Linked DNA regions of Zea mays: region 2 is linked to region 1. A link is a contact called in public Hi-C data. All regions are on one chromosome and are shown on one strand. Each heading gives the region's core, a stretch centred on a gene start, on an enhancer-like site or on the middle of the called end of the contact. The rest is flanking DNA. Distances are from core to core; before and after follow the strand shown. Region 1 holds the start of LOC103629219 (G-type lectin S-receptor-like serine/threonine-protein kinase At2g19130). Region 2 holds the start of LOC103646603 (putative receptor-like protein kinase).

Region 1 (2,700 bases), core at 192-2,691:
GCAGTCCAAGGGGGTTGTCCTCGCACACCCTTCTGTGAGATCACCAAGCTCCCAATGCCGAGGGGACCTGATAGAGAAGGTGTCCATGCAGGTACAGAAGGACGACGGCGACGGGCCGGAGTTGCCGTTGCAGACGGTGAAAGGGCCGCAGACGGCAGAGGTGACGCAGAAATCAGAAGGCTGGGCGTAGATGGTCTCCCAGGCCCGCTTGGAGTCGGACCAGAGCATGAGCTTGAGCTGGCCGGTGACGTCGACGGGGACGAACACGGAGGCCGACTCGTCGGTGATGCTGTAGGTGAAGTACACCTCGTCGGCGGTGGCCACGTAGCCCGGTTTCAGCAGCCCCTTGGTCCTGGGATCCATGTCGATCAGGGCAGTCAGCGCCGTCACGAGGTTTCCCAGGCTCCCCGACGTCCACGACCAGTACTGCACGCTCGGGGCGTTGCGAGTCAGCTGCATGAATCCGTTGGTGTCGATGCTGATGGAGTAGGAGCCGGGGCTCGGGTCCACCAGGCTCTTCTTCGAGATGAACTGGCGGCTGAAGTAGCGGCCGCCGGCGAGCTTGGTCCAGCCGATCTTGGCGCCGGGGAGCCCGACGTCGGTCGGGTAGTCGAAGCTTTGCCACAGGGAGGAGGAGGAGGAGGAGGAGGAGGAGGAGGAGGAGGAGGAGGAGCTGGCGGCGGGCGCTGAAGCAGAGGATAGTAGGGCTTCAGTTTGCGGCAGGAGGACAAGGTTGCCGGTGTCCATGAGCACGACATGGACGCTGCTACCGTTCGTGGTGGTGTTGGCGACGATTATGATGGAATTGTCGGCGCTGGTGTTAGTGTTACTGGTGGCGACGACGAGCAGCTTGTTGTTGCCGTCTGTCGATGCGACTCTGAATTGGGCTACCTTGAGCTCGGACTCGGTGATGGGCCTGTCTCGGTTGGCGATCCAGACCGGAGTGCAGACCGGGATCTTGTTGAACCATACGCCGAGGTACCAGCCGGGGGAAGGGACGACGACGGATGCGGACGTACCGGTGCCGCCGCCGCCTGGCAGGGCTTGCCGGAACTGGAAGAAGCCGAGCGCGAACTTGCCGTTGCGGGAGACGAGCTTGTCGCCGGCGGCGAGCGCCTGGCCTGCCGCAAGAGTGTCGCCGTCAGCAGCAGAAGCAGCAGCTGGAGTGTGCAGCGAAGAGAAGACGACGAGCGCAATAGCTAGTGCTACGCAGAGACGGTTATTGGGAGGCGGCATGGCCGGAGCCGGAGGCCGGAGCACGAGAGGCAAGTTTGGAGACGATGATGGTGGATACGACATACGAGTAGCAGCGAGCACACACACCGGCAATAGATATGCATGCAGGTATAGCGATCTTACTTGTTACAGATTAAAATAAGTCGGCCCGCTGTACCGGTATTGTATTATATTATTAAAAAAACCAAAACATGGTTCGAGCCAGAAAACCCACGAATCCTGATTCTATAGCTAACGGACCGATTAATTGACTACTCTGCAACAGATTAGTCGGAAGGTGGCGTGCAGGATATCGATCTCTGACACAGGAAGTGAGGTACATCGTGGGGATTTTTTTAATTAAACTCGAAATTTGTCGATCCAACAAAAGCCTTAACCATTACGATGAGATCCTTTCGTACTGCTTACAGATTAAAGAGAGTCTACAGCGAGTTGACGACTAGTCGAAGTTAGTTAGGAAGAAAGGACAGAGTGGGGATGAGCAGCGGGCGCCGGCCGGGTCAAGATAGTTATGAGATGTCCTAATCCATCGACCACAGGACTACGCTGTGGGTTGGAGCAGCAGCACGTTAGCTACGGATACATTACCATGAGTAGTCCCTGCGCGAGCGGACATATAGATGGTGGCCTACACGTACGTACGACCATGCATGCCGCGCGCGACTGGTGTGGTGGCCGGCGGCCGGCGTGAAGGACCCGGCGCTGACCATCAACATGTCGATCGCCCGGTGATGAGTGCAGCACCATTCATGGTAATGACAAAATGCTGGCGCGTCGTACGTCGCCGTGGTTGCGCTATGCTTGGCACCGCAAGGGCCACGTACAGCCTCTCCTGCCCATGCAATGCGTCGACCGACCCCGGCCGGATCGTCGGCAGAAATATCTCACCGGGCTAGCGACACGACACCACGTAGGTCTTGTCTCATTCTCATCCGGTCGATGCATGCGATGCGTCAAGACAGATGGAACGGGGAGCTAGCATGACTGTTACTGCCTTAGCTTGTTGCGTCGTCGTACGTCTGAGGTGATGTTTGGTCACCACCGTGCAGAGCTCCAATCAAAGCATCGATCGGCGTGGATGAGCATACGCACTACTCAAAGATAGCGATGCGAGTACGCGGCGTACGAATCTGGTAGAGAAGCGCATGCATGCCCCCTTGCTCTCTTTTTCACACGTAAGCAGGGGGCGTGTTTTGCTCGCTGAGGAGCTCCCACACGTGTTTCTCTCTCTGTCTCCGTCTATACTATATTAAAACATCAATTTTAAAGACGATCCACGTTATAATTTTACAAATAACTTATTTTATTATTTGAAATAGCCTACAAGACACGTCCTCTTCACGTCGATCATATATAATCCAATTCGTCTATCCACTTTCCGTCCTCAGCGAATCCATGCTTCACACGTCGCGCGAGCGTCTCAGTCACCCACACAATGACACAAACCCACACACACTATGTCTT
Region 2 (2,700 bases), core at 58-2,557, 250 kb after region 1:
GAGCCCAGACCGGCCCAGCACAAATAAGCGGGCCAGGCTCGGACAGGAAACTAAGCCCGATGAACTAGCCCGGCACGGTCCGTTTACCTCTAAGCCCGTCAAATCCGTTTTTTACACTAAACCGTGCTTACTGGGCTGTCCCGGCCCGTTTAGGCCCGCATCGAGCCAGGCTCAGACAGAAAAACGAGCCCGCGGGTTTGGATGGCCCGACCCGATTTTCTAACCGGGCCCAAAACGGGCAGGGCTTCACCGAGCACGGGCCGGGCTTCATCGGACACGGGCCGGACGGACCGTTTGGCCATCTCTAGCCAAGATGATCATATGTGATCCCGCCCCAAACTGGGATATCTTATCTTATTCATTTGATGCCGAATACGAACTACAACCTGCGCCTTTATAGATGTAGGCAACTTATAGCTTAAGAAAACCATTTAATACTTTTAGGAAAACTAATCTGCTACTCCCTCGGTCCCAAAATATAGTTTGTTTTAGACTAATTACACATTCATTAAGTAACATATGAATGTAGTTTGCATGCATATCTATATTCATTATTATTTGATTTGAATGGATGTGGACAGATAAAATATAGCCTAGAAAGAACTATATTTTGGGACTAGGAAGTATTATTTTGAAACAAACTAAGGAAACTGAGTAACAATCATATCCCTGATTTATAGCCATGGCTGTTACCTGCCCCTTTCTCCTTATGCGCTGGCACCTCTTTCCTTGTCCATTTCTGTTGGCATCCGCTACAGCAGATCTAGCCACCCCTCCTCCTTGAATACTGGCGCCCCACAAAAAGTATATATAACATGGACTTAGTTTCCATACACAGTGAGAAAGAGACCACGGCTGTTAGTGATAATCTTCCAACATATGATTTCTGATTGGACTACATATGGATGCTCTATGTCTACTACTCAGCAATCATTACTCAGCACAACCACGAATGTCCAGCAGACCAGGTCACTCTGGAGCATTCGACAAACAGATAAGATAAGCTCACTCTCACCTGCTAAAAAAAAGGAGGGAGTCTCCAGAAATCAGAATCAGATGCCGCCGCCACCAGGCACTAAGCTTTCTTTGTCCACCACCACCATCTATTCAATCTTGGCGTTCCAACGCTGCGGGGGCGCGAATGGATTTGCTTTGCGCGCCGGTCAACCCTTGTTTGGAGCAAATGGCACGAGCTCTGGCAGCCCGTCCCCTCCCCAGATCCAGCTGTTTTCGCGTTCACCTTGCATTAAACAAATCAGCAACCGGATATTGTTTTCTTCTTCCAAGATCCAGCAACTGAAAACGCGTGTATCACAGCACGACTCCTCATTTTTGTCTTTATATTGACTCTCTATTTATCTTTTTTTTAAAAAAAATCACACTTTATATATAGTATCTTACTGCTCTAATTTGGTAAGTCACAGCAGCTAGCCAAGTTTATCTAGTGAGAGAGTCGATTTAAAGAGTAAGATAGTTTGACGAGTCAGATGGTTAATATGTTAAAGTGTTATTTTACTGTTGATTAGTTGAAATTTGGTTTAACGAGCCATTTGGCTAATCTAGTCTCTTAGAGATGATCTAAAAATGAATTAGTAGATTGGATTACGTTTATATACCAAGAACAAGAGTGAAGAGTCTGTTGATTAAGAACAAGAGTGAAGAGTCTGTTGATTGCGGTCCACGTGCTCCGGTCTAGCGCAGCGCAACCTCGGCGGAGACGAACGCACAACCTCAGAGGGGACGGACAACGCTCTTCAAGGTCGTTAGACTCGCTCCGATCAGCGGCGGCTCCCTTGCATGGGGGGCATTAACGTGGGTACTCTTAAGCACTTTTTAAGTTGCGATATGTGAAACACACCGTGCACGTCTTAGATAAGTTTTAAATGACCCTCAAGATGTACTCCCAAAAGAATTACTAGGTATGCCACCCGATCAAGATATAGTGTTCTCTATTGAGTTAAAGCATGACACCACACTTATTTCTAAAAGACCATATAGGATGGATGTTAAAGACTTAGGTGAGCTAAAGAAACAAATAGAATAGTTGCTAGAAAGGAGTTTTATCTGGCCTAGCTCATCACCTTGGGGATCCCCTGTTCTTTTTGTGGATAAATAGGATGGATCTAGAAGAATGTGCATGTCACACCCAGATTTAAGGAACAAAGCCGGGTGCATCTCATACATGCGCCAAAGAAGACAACATATATAATAACAGAGTGTATAGAGATAAATGTCACAATATAGTCAGAGTACTTATTACATAGCGGAAGTCTTACAAAATATAAATATAGATCGAACTAAAGTCCATCCTTGGCGCCAGAAAGTCAACTGGGAGACGCCACCTAGATCAAGTCAAACTCCTCGAGGTGTGGCTCCTCTTGAACCACCTGTTCTTCTCCTGTGGGGGTGTGAGACAGCAAGGGTGAGCTCACACATGATCATAGCTCAACAAGTTGTGGGGAAACCAGTGGGTATGAACTCACCAAAGGTGGGAGTTCATGTGATGTGTAAGGTTGATCAACAATAGGGGTTAAAGCTGAGCATTGCTTTTAATAAGTTGGTCAAATTTTATTAGCAGTTACTAAATGTAAGTAAATACCAAACCATAATAAATAATAGAACAAAATTAATAAATAATCACATGCAAATGCAAATGACAAAATTGAATTTAAGTTACATAAATTGATCATGTGAGTGTCC

What was found. Hi-C and Micro-C count contacts between places; a contact is called where the count stands out from the background.
Region 2: a Hi-C map of ear shows a contact between it and region 1, with 3 times the contacts expected there. The contact joins the promoter of LOC103646603 here to the promoter of LOC103629219 in region 1. A contact is called at or near these places in 8 of 25 Hi-C or Micro-C datasets (bundle sheath, ear, endosperm and 2 more) and 1 of 3 datasets of contacts at active chromatin or transcription factors (leaf).

The regions. Positions count from the first base shown.
Region 1 is chr6:41,488,537-41,491,236 of Zm-B73-REFERENCE-NAM-5.0, forward strand. LOC103629219 (G-type lectin S-receptor-like serine/threonine-protein kinase At2g19130) reads right to left here and starts at 1,442. Exons shown (of 1, transcript XM_008650393.4): 1 at 1-1,442. The coding sequence starts at 1,299.
Region 2 is chr6:41,733,818-41,736,517 of Zm-B73-REFERENCE-NAM-5.0, forward strand. It overlaps LOC103646603 (putative receptor-like protein kinase), which reads right to left and starts at 1,308. Exons shown (of 5, transcript XR_004850110.1): 1 at 1,016-1,308; 2 at 694-787.